Regions from separate parts of the Rattus norvegicus genome. Here all the other regions are linked to region 1. A link is a contact called in public Hi-C data. All regions are on one chromosome and are shown on one strand. Each heading gives the region's core, a stretch centred on a gene start, on an enhancer-like site or on the middle of the called end of the contact. The rest is flanking DNA. Distances are from core to core; before and after follow the strand shown.

The links. A called contact is a pair of places that touch in the nucleus more often than the background predicts.
Region 2: a Hi-C map of Schwann cells shows a contact between it and region 1, with 4 times the contacts expected there. The contact joins two enhancer-like sites. A contact is called at or near these places in 2 of 12 Hi-C or Micro-C datasets (the A7r5 cell line and Schwann cells).
Region 3: a Hi-C map of Schwann cells shows a contact between it and region 1, with 6 times the contacts expected there. The contact joins two enhancer-like sites. A contact is called at or near these places in 2 of 12 Hi-C or Micro-C datasets (Schwann cells and frontal cortex).

The regions. Positions count from the first base shown.
Region 1 is chr8:59,266,879-59,269,979 of GRCr8, reverse strand. No RefSeq gene overlaps it. Among named protein-coding and RNA genes, the nearest start is that of Ncam1, 210 kb to the right of the region's middle. Within about 2 kb of position 1,464, at least 3 of the 93 cell types and tissues checked have an H3K27ac peak or open chromatin away from gene starts, as enhancers often do. A contact at or near this core is called in Schwann cells, where this site is marked.
Region 2 is chr8:59,678,196-59,681,296 of GRCr8, reverse strand. No RefSeq gene overlaps it. Among named protein-coding and RNA genes, the nearest start is that of Plet1, 59 kb to the left of the region's middle. Within about 2 kb of position 1,661, at least 8 of the 93 cell types and tissues checked have an H3K27ac peak or open chromatin away from gene starts, as enhancers often do. A contact at or near this core is called in Schwann cells, where this site is marked.
Region 3 is chr8:58,878,932-58,882,032 of GRCr8, reverse strand. The region is part of intron 1 of Ncam1 (neural cell adhesion molecule 1); the gene reads left to right. Among named protein-coding and RNA genes, the nearest start is that of Ttc12, 140 kb to the right of the region's middle. Within about 2 kb of position 1,657, at least 44 of the 93 cell types and tissues checked have an H3K27ac peak or open chromatin away from gene starts, as enhancers often do. A contact at or near this core is called in Schwann cells, where this site is marked.

The sequences.
Region 1 (3,101 bases), core at 215-2,714:
GCAGCAGATTATGTCTTTGACGTCGATATCTCCAAGCCTCTTAAGAATGTGGCCTTGTATTTCTTCTTAAAGCATAATGATGTGCTTGACCCCAGGGTGATTGGCAAAGCAGCTGCTGTCATTAGGATGAGGAATTCTGTCACGCAGCAAGGATAGAAACACCTACCTAAAGCTCCTCTCTGCCTGAAGTCTGCTTGGACTTGTACCCGGCTACGGCAAGCCACATGCTTCTTTGGAGTGCTGTCATTTGTCTTGGACAAATGATCTTTCTGAGCTTTAGGGCTGTTTAATCAGTGTGACCAGTGTGTAGAGTTACGTGTAAAGCACTGGCCACAAAGTTCAGTGCTGGTGAGGGGTCACCTATTAGCAATAAGTTGTCTCTCTCTGACTGGTCCCCACCAAATTTCCCATAGGCATTGCTTTAATTCTTTTGATACCTGTCATTCCCACAGACGAAAAAGAGCTCTAAAAAAGTAGAAGAATGTGGAAATTCCTTTTTCTACAGCTGATATAAAAGAGTCCTGAAATAAGAGGTCCAGTAGAGACCTTGCAGCCTTCAGAAGCTCCAACTTGACTCCATCTAAATTATCAACAGCCACCATGCTCCCTCCGGCTTTAGATCACTATAATGCTTAGTCAGCACTTTATTAAGCACTGTAGAAAGAGATGCACAGAAATTATGGCTAGAAGCAATGATCCCTCCCCCCTCAAGAGCATTATGATGAATGGTTTTATAGAGCAACACAAGCGAGGCACAGGTCAACCATCTCCATCAAAGGAGGGTACTTGGGAAATAGCTGTACTGATCATAAGGCAAGTTATAAGCCAAAGTTGGAGGGGGGAAAGGAGCTTCTAATTAGATGATAAAGAAGCAAGGGTTTAAAGCACATTGCCTTCCTGTGGGTTCAGGGAGTTGCTCAGGAGTGGGGATACTTGTGCAATGAAAATCTCAAGCCAAGGGCACAGGCAGTAGAGGTTCTCCAACCAGCTAAGGATGGCTGAGGTAATTTGCATAGGAATATTCTAATGTAGGAGCTTTAACTGGCTGAACTTTGGAAATACCAGGGAAGCTGAAAAACCCCCTGATCGAGGTGTGGTCTTTTCCACAGAGTCTGGGCTTTTTGGTGCAGCCAAGTAATAAAGAATTCTTGCAGCTGCCATGATTCTGACTCAGGGAACCACTTCCCTACATGGTAAAGAGAACGGAGTCAGATCAGGAAGTCGACAAGCTTTTGCTTGGTCCATTGAAAAAGATCTGGCAGTGTAAAGTCAAAGGTGAAGGATGTCCTGAGTGATCCATGCTTCCCTAGTGTCTAAGTTCAACCTTAGGATGAACTAAGCTTAGGCATCCTTCCAGTGCCTTTTTTCCTGTTTCCTTGATGCCAGCCACCTCTCAACCCCATTACCCACGCATTCAATACCAGAAGGAAACTGTAGTGTCTTGGCCTGATAGAGCATCTATTGTGAGAAACGGGAGGGCAGGCTTTGCTGAGTGGGCGAGCCTCGCCTCTGCAGGCTATCTACACAAAGAGTTGTTTGGGAACTGCAAAATTCTGAATATAATGTGAGCTCCTTCATGCTGTTCGCATTGACCAATATCCTGACATATGGCCAGGGCAGAGAGAAGGGTGCAAGACTCAGGAAGAGTCTTGACTTACTGCTTCAAGCTCAAGGGAGCTCTGGAAACTTCTCTGACTCTAATTCATCTACAACTCTAATGACCAAACCTGATGAGCTGCTATCTGAGAAATCTAGGTCTATGTCTCGGTTCTGGTCCATTTTTCCTCAGCCAGGTATGTGAGGCTCTGCGTGCCTCTAAAACACAAGGGAGTTACTATTTTGAGGTGGCTGATTGGGTCATTCTTCTCACTGACTACCACTCACATGCTGGACATACTTAACCCTCCAACCATTTCTACAACATGATCCTGCCACACACTCATGAACAGAGTTGATCTGATAACAGTTCTTGACCTTAGTGGCCCGTCAGAGGTATTCCCTAAGAGTCAATTCTGAAGGAGTTTCACTCTATCCCCATAGCCGGATGGCTACAGGGGAGGTTGTCTTCTGCTGAAGGACCATGAGAGGAAGGAGGAGTCTCATGGACTGACTAGTAATAAATCTTTCCCCTGGCACCAGCACCTACTTCACATCCTGATATACCCTTGTCCTTGAGCTCTACTGTACAATTATAACTTCAGAATCACAAACTCCCATTTAAAAATGTGAGCTGCCTTGAGTTCATTTTTGTTATTTGGGATCTGGCAATGACAAAAACATTTATATAGTGTTTACTTTTGTGTGATTTTTTAAAGATCTCTTTATATATTTAATTTATTTAATGGGGGGGGTGGTGGTGATGTGAGAGGGCTTATTGGTGTAACACAGGCTGTCCTGGAACTCACTTTGTAGGCCATGTTAACCTTAAACTTAGATATCTGCCTGCCTCTGCCTCCTGACTGCTGGGAATGGCACATTCATGTGTAGGTACCATTATGACCTCTAATTTATAGACAAAGGAATGATAGCATAGAAGGTTGAAACACCTAAAATTATATAGGTCAAATGATATAAAACAGCACAGCCCTGTGAATCCATAGTCAAATTCTACTCACAACTTACTTATGAAAGCTCCATCAAGGGCTAAGTTGCTTAGTTTGTCGTTTATAGCAATACGACCCATGGGGGAGATGTCCAAAGGGCCACAGTTCGGGAAAGGGCACCAGAAGCCAGTGTGGTCAGGGAGGCTTCTGGGGTGCAGAAGGACAGAGCTATCCTTGAGATTTCAGACCAGGATGGAATGCCTTCATAGATGGAGGACAAATAGCTAACAATACAGAGACAGAAGTGATATGGGATGGGCCAGAGTGAGTCTCAATGTTTCCCACAGAGAGTATGAGGTGTGTCAGAGACCCAGACAGAAGAGCTCCGGCATGGTAGAACACTGAGTGGTTTACATTGAAGAGGGCTTTGATAGCCATGGCATTTGGAAACGTCCTTCAGTGTTGTGGGAAGGGAAGGGGGCAGGGAGCTCTGTAGAGAGGGACCATGAGGTTTGAGTAGGCCAGTAGGAAATTGAATGGGCTTTGGTACTGTTTGGG
Region 2 (3,101 bases), core at 412-2,911, 410 kb before region 1:
ATGCGGAGAACAGTCTTCATATCTTTTATCTGTCTGAGCCGGGTGGGGTGACTGCATTCACTCACAGAACAGTCATCTCATTGCAGACTGCTGGCCTGCATGCTATGGCTTTCATGAAGCACACATTCTCTCAGGGAGACAGAAAACAAGGAAGCCGAGAGAGAAGCAGGCTCATTGCAGACAGTGAGGGGGCCTGCATGGGCAGGCTGATCTGAGGACAATGTTTGGGTATTGGGCCCTAGTGGGCTTCAGGGTGGGTAGGGTGGTTGTACTGGGATCGAGGCCCTAGGGCTAAGAGCTTACGCCTGCTAAAAGCTGGAGAAGTGCCACCCAGGCAAAGAAAGTGACAGGACAGAGCATACTGTGGTGGGAAGATGCCTGGCCTGTTCAGAGGAAGAGAGAAGGTCTTTGCACGGAGCTGGGCAGTGTGGAGAGAGGTGAGACCACAAGTAAGAGTAGCCATGCTGTTCCTAAACCTGGAGCTGAGGGGCTTGGGTCCCGCAGTGAATCCACAGGCCCCACAGAAAACGACTAAGACGACTCCATGTAAATGATTCTCCAGCTTAGGAGGCCTCGTGCTCTCACTGTCAGATTCTATGTCGCCTTTTAATAACATCTTCATGATGCTGGGTTTTCAGGGGTCACTGAAAGCCAGTATACTGGTTACATTTCTCACAAAACGCCAGACAAAAGCAACTTAAGGCTGAAGAAGGAATTCGTGGATAAAACACAGCAGCAAGAGCATGAAGCATGCGGTCTCATTGCATCTACAGAAAGAGAGAGCAGGGCGCTTGTGCTAGAAACCTGGAAAGTAAGTGTAGGAACAGAGGAGGCAGCCAGTGTCTAACTTACTTCCAGGGTTCGAGAAGCTCGGCAGGACTCACAAGCCACACACATCCCATTCCAACATGGCTGAGACTAAGAATGAAATGAAGCCATCCCTTCCAGTGTACACATTTTCTTCTTTTTTTCTAGTGGCTACTCAGTCTTTAGGACACAGATGTCTTAGAGTTGGCTTAACTAGGTAGGAGACCCATGTGAGTTTTGAGTCTGCTGGGCAGGTTGGTAAAAATCTTTCCTACTACAAGGGCAGAGCCGTGTGTGTGTGTGTGTGTGTGTGTGTGTGTGTGTGTGTGTGTGTGAAAAAGGTCATTCAGATCTACTACTCTATGGGTCACCACGCTGCCTTACTGTTGGGGATATCTGGGGAACATGTGACAGTATTAATTAATAGCTTCTTGGTTTCTGCTCTGGGGAATTCTGACATTTGCATTTTGGCTTAAAAGATCTTTGTCTGCCTTTCTTCGTGCCCCCAGAATGTCTCAGCTAAGGGCTAGCTTACCCAGATTTGTGAGTCCTGGTGGTTATGAGGTACCTGATGCCAGGTGTGTGGTCTTTAGGGGTTGATCTGGGCTAGGAAGGGCGAGGGGTATGCCTCTGGAAGGAACCCAGAAGAAGCTAGGCACAGGCACACACAACTGCACGTCCAGTTTGAGGTTTGCAGGGGCAGTACGAATGACCTGGATGGATCAGAAATATGTCTCCTTTTGCAGGAAGCTCCTACCAGGAGAGCCCCCTCCTTTCAGGGCCAGGGCCTCCTTGAGAGCGCGCCTCTAGATAGGCAGCCGGCAGGTGGCAGCAGCGACCCGTAAGCAGCCGAGTTGCAGCCCCAGCAGCGAGGACACAGGACCAAGGCTGGGATGGGCGCGGCTCCTCTCCTGGGCCCTGGACAAGGGGCCCTAGGGGCGAGGACGGTCTCTAGTGCAATCCAAGGCAGCCCGATGCGTCTTGAGGCTTGACTTGGGAGCTGGAGTTAGATCGATCAGCAGGGCATGACACACCCTGGTTTAGTCCTTATGATCTGGGGGAAGCAAGTCATGGGCTAGATAACTCTGAGCTTAGCCAGGATCCTCGTACACTGCTGCCTCAGTACGCTGTGGTGTGAAGAATTGTTTGGTGGGGGGAGGGTGGGGGATAGGAAAAAAGATTAAAAAGACGAGAAACCCCTGGAGATTTTTTTTTAAAATCAGAAATACTGCCCTTTCTTTAAGACTCCAGCAAAGAGACCCTTAGAGCTTAGATTTCTCAGGGTGAGTCAGTGGCTTAGTCAAGCCATTCTAGGCAAGAGAAAGGTTAGTATAGCTACTGCAGATGCTAATAGGATGGACGGCCCTTTAATTGGTCCCTGGCAGGCGAACTGGAGACCAGCACATTGCCTGGGAGGGTCAGGACCCTTTTTATTAAAAAGCTGGTTGCCCTGGAGGAGCCGCTACCCAATCTGCGAAGGTTTGAGGGGGATTGGTGAGCTCTGAGGACAGTGTGGGCCGTTTGATGCTTTTGCTTTAATCTCATTATTTTGTGAAGAAGGCAGCCCCTGTTCTCATACTTCGATAACTTACCGACTTGTTCTCCACTCTCTCTTTTCTGGGATTAGGGAAATGGTGTGGTAGGCTCTGAAGAACTTTGTCAGAAATTGATTCCTCCCTGCCATTCATTGTAGTAATTTTGAAAAAAATAATTTTTTTCTCAGACTCATTTGTAAAATTGGAAACAAATGTTACCTACTGGGATGGTTCTTGTCTGCTACCTGTTCCAATGTCAGGCCTGAGTGTTACCTTAGCTACTGTGGAGAGCTGTCCCTGCAGTCTGAGGGAGATGTGCTACGGATGACACTGGACAAGACAAACATGGACCGTCATGAACCTGGCATCAGGTGGATCTGCCCGCAGGTGTGGAAGGGGCCACACTGATCACCAGTAATTCTGCTGTCCCTTGATAGCAAGCTTCAGGAATCTTTACAAAGAAGGTAGTATCTTACTTAGGGTTTTCATTGCTGTGAAATCCTACCGTGACCAAGGCAACTCTTATATAAAGGATAGCATTTAATTGGGGCCGGCTTACAGGTTCAGAGGTTCAGTCGATTATCGTCAAGGAGGGAAGCATGGCAGTGACCAGGAAGATATAGTACCGGAGAAGGAGCTGAGAGTTCTACATCTTGATCTGAAGGCAGCCAGGAGAAGACTGTCTTCCAGGCAGCCAGGAGGAGGGTCTCAAAGCCCAACTCCACAGTGACACACTTCCTCCAATAAGGTCACAGCTAC
Region 3 (3,101 bases), core at 408-2,907, 390 kb after region 1:
ATCATCGGGGAGCTTTATAACACTTGACATTTGCTTTCAGTGTTGGGGAAAGAGAAAGGAAGTAAATTGATTTGGTATTTATTTCTGAAGTTGGGGTATGACAAGTTAACTTTAAACATAAAATATGTAGGCGCTTTGGAACACAATGAACGGAATGGGTTGTTGGTTTTGAAAGTGAACATAAATTTTAGAATCAAATGGGTAATGTGGTAATGATAATAACATCATTTGATTGCTAAATGAACCTGTTTTATGATATTCATCATTGGATTTCTATTGCCACCTAGACAGCCTTCAAAACTGATATAAAGTGATGTCTGGACCTGCAGAACACAGCTCATGGCTGAACATACAGCTCTTGTAATAAAAGTTAAATTCCTCAGAGTGCTAGGCTTTCGATAGACCCTTCGTTTTCTGCAGACAAATGTATGTGTTTCAAAAGAACACCCTCCAAATGTAGACGTCTTCGTAAGAAACAGACATCCATTTTGCAGTGGGTGTTTGCTTCCAGTTGTTAACAATGCAGGAACAGTCAGTCAGTCACACAGGGGAGACAATGGTGATGTTGGCTGGGCCCATGTAGATAAGATCTAGAAAAGGCTTAGTAAGATTGTTGTGGGGTAAAGAGAAGCCAAGATCACTACCTTAAACAGGTCAACTGTGACTCAAAGGCTGGCTTAAACCCTACCCAATCAATTCAGAAAGATTCTTACTTTATTTTTTGTTTTTATACAGGTCTCATGTAGCTCAGGCTAACCTCAGACATATGTAACTGAGAATTACCCCTGCTTCTGTCTATAAGACCTGGGACTATAGGCATGAATCATCACAGCCAGACCAAAAAAGTTCCCATTGTATAATAAATGGTGCAGAAAGTGTGCTTGGCAAGTTCCAAGCCAGTAAGAGACTGTCTAGAAAAACAAAATGTATAGGACCTAGGAAACAACACTTAGGGCTATCCTTCCACCTCTACATGTACATGCACATACACATGCACAGAGGTGCACTCTCACCCTGCACACACATGTGTGCCCTTGCATGCATGAACACACACACACACACACACACACACACACACACACACACTTATTAAAATGACAACTTATCATCACATTTGGTCACTAGACAATTAAGACAGACTCACTCGGGCACCAGTGGGATTTGAATGCATGAGATTCAGTACCTTATTCAGTACCATATGAGCTAGAGAGTTCCCTGGTTGAGCCATTAGCTTGCTGCCAGATGCTCTGGGGTGGTAAAATGCTTGTTTCTGCGTCGCCTACTTGCACGTCCAGGCAAAGGCTTACAACTTTGTATGTCTGCATCCGCCACCCAGCTTCTTGTATCTGCTCTTCCTATCCCCACGAGTGCCAGTCTGCCCGAGTTCTTTTCCCTGCCTTGTTAAATGAAGACGATGCCATCTTATTTACCCCAGCAGTGTTTCTGGTGTAGATAGACGTTAAGCTATGCAATAGTTTTTTTTAAATGAAATTTTAATTACTTTCTGCTATTCTGAGCTCATTGCAATCAGCAGCCATCTTGCTGGAAGATAAAACAAAACAAAGCCTGCTCATCGGGAGGAGCAAAGGCCTTTTGCAGAGTGGGGCACAGAAGCCCATTGTCAGCAGCAGCTGTGGACGCCTTCTCCAGGCACAGGCTCAACTGCCACAGGGTTCAGGTTTTCCACTGATGTTCCTCTTCCCTAATGAGGTCACCTCTCAGCACAGTAGGGGAATGACTCTGCTAATGGGAGACTCAGAAATGCATGTTGCAATTACCACTCTTTGTTTCTAGCTCTCTCCCATAGTTTCCAAACAGCCCCGAGAGCTAGAAAGGGGGAGGGGGGGTTGCTTGCTCCTCTGCAAATATGGAACAGAGCTAGATAGGGAAGCTGCCTCTCTTATTGACTAGCCCCTGAATTCCAGCCTACGTGCTGTTATTTCTAGAACACCGAGGATGACAGCAACTCACTATCCACCGAAATGATTCTGGTCAGCAGTTCATGTGATGACCCTGCTGGCACAGCAACCAAAACTTTGTCAATGACAACTTCATATATTTCATTAGTCATTTGATCTACATGTATATACTTCGCCTTCGAAAGATTTAGATGGCCCATCTGTGGCATCCCTCTGGTACCGTCTTCTACAGAATAGACATAACACCACCATGTCAAGCCCACTGTTCAAAATGAGCAAAGTAAAATGCATAGAAATGCTTTGGAAAATGCATAATTCTCTAAGAAAACGGTGCCTGATGATGATAAGCAGCAAAATAGTTTGTGTGTGTGTGTGTGTGTGTGTGTGTGTGCGCACGCGCGCGCGCGCATAATACAGAAAGGGAAAACAAATGAATAAGAATATTCCCCTTCATGTTTCCCTTTCAAGGACTCTGAGAGGGGACACTCCAGACAGTGACTGGGGCTGGCACTGGGTCGATTCAGGATACAGGGGTGTGGCTCTCCCTTGCTATTGTAATCTCTGTTCTCTCTGAGGACTGGATTAGGATCCTCAGTTGCCATGACAACAAGCAGCTCTTAGCTGCACTGCTTTGGTTATTTTGTTTATTTGTTTGTTTGTTTGTTGAGCCTTTCTTTTTCCCTTTAATTTGTCAGAGAAAACTCTTATTTGGATTTTTCAATCATCTAAACTCCTGACTATTTCTTGGATCTAGTTGTAAACCACTAATTCCTCTTTCCCTAGATGTTTCCTCTCAGTGAGACAGGATGAAGGGTAGAATATGAAACAAGATCCTGTTTGAATGCCAGCCTGCAGTTGAGGAAGCAGGCATTCTTCCAAGGGAAAACATTAGCTGGAGTTTTGTCAGGGTGTGGAGGCTGATCCAAAGCTTTGATGTGCCTCTCTGTCTTGAATTTATGGGTACATAATCACCTAGGTGGCTGTGTGTGTCCAGCATCTCTGTGGACACATTCAGGTATGCTCAGACCTCACAGTAATGTTGAGAAGGTAGTGTTTCTGTCCTACGTTCAAGAAGGCATGTCAGTCTCAGAAAAGCTGTGCCTCCACATGGGCTTCCCCACCTCACTCTTGTGCATGAGGCCCCTCATTTTTCTCAGAGGGATAAAACAGAAACTATTTTAC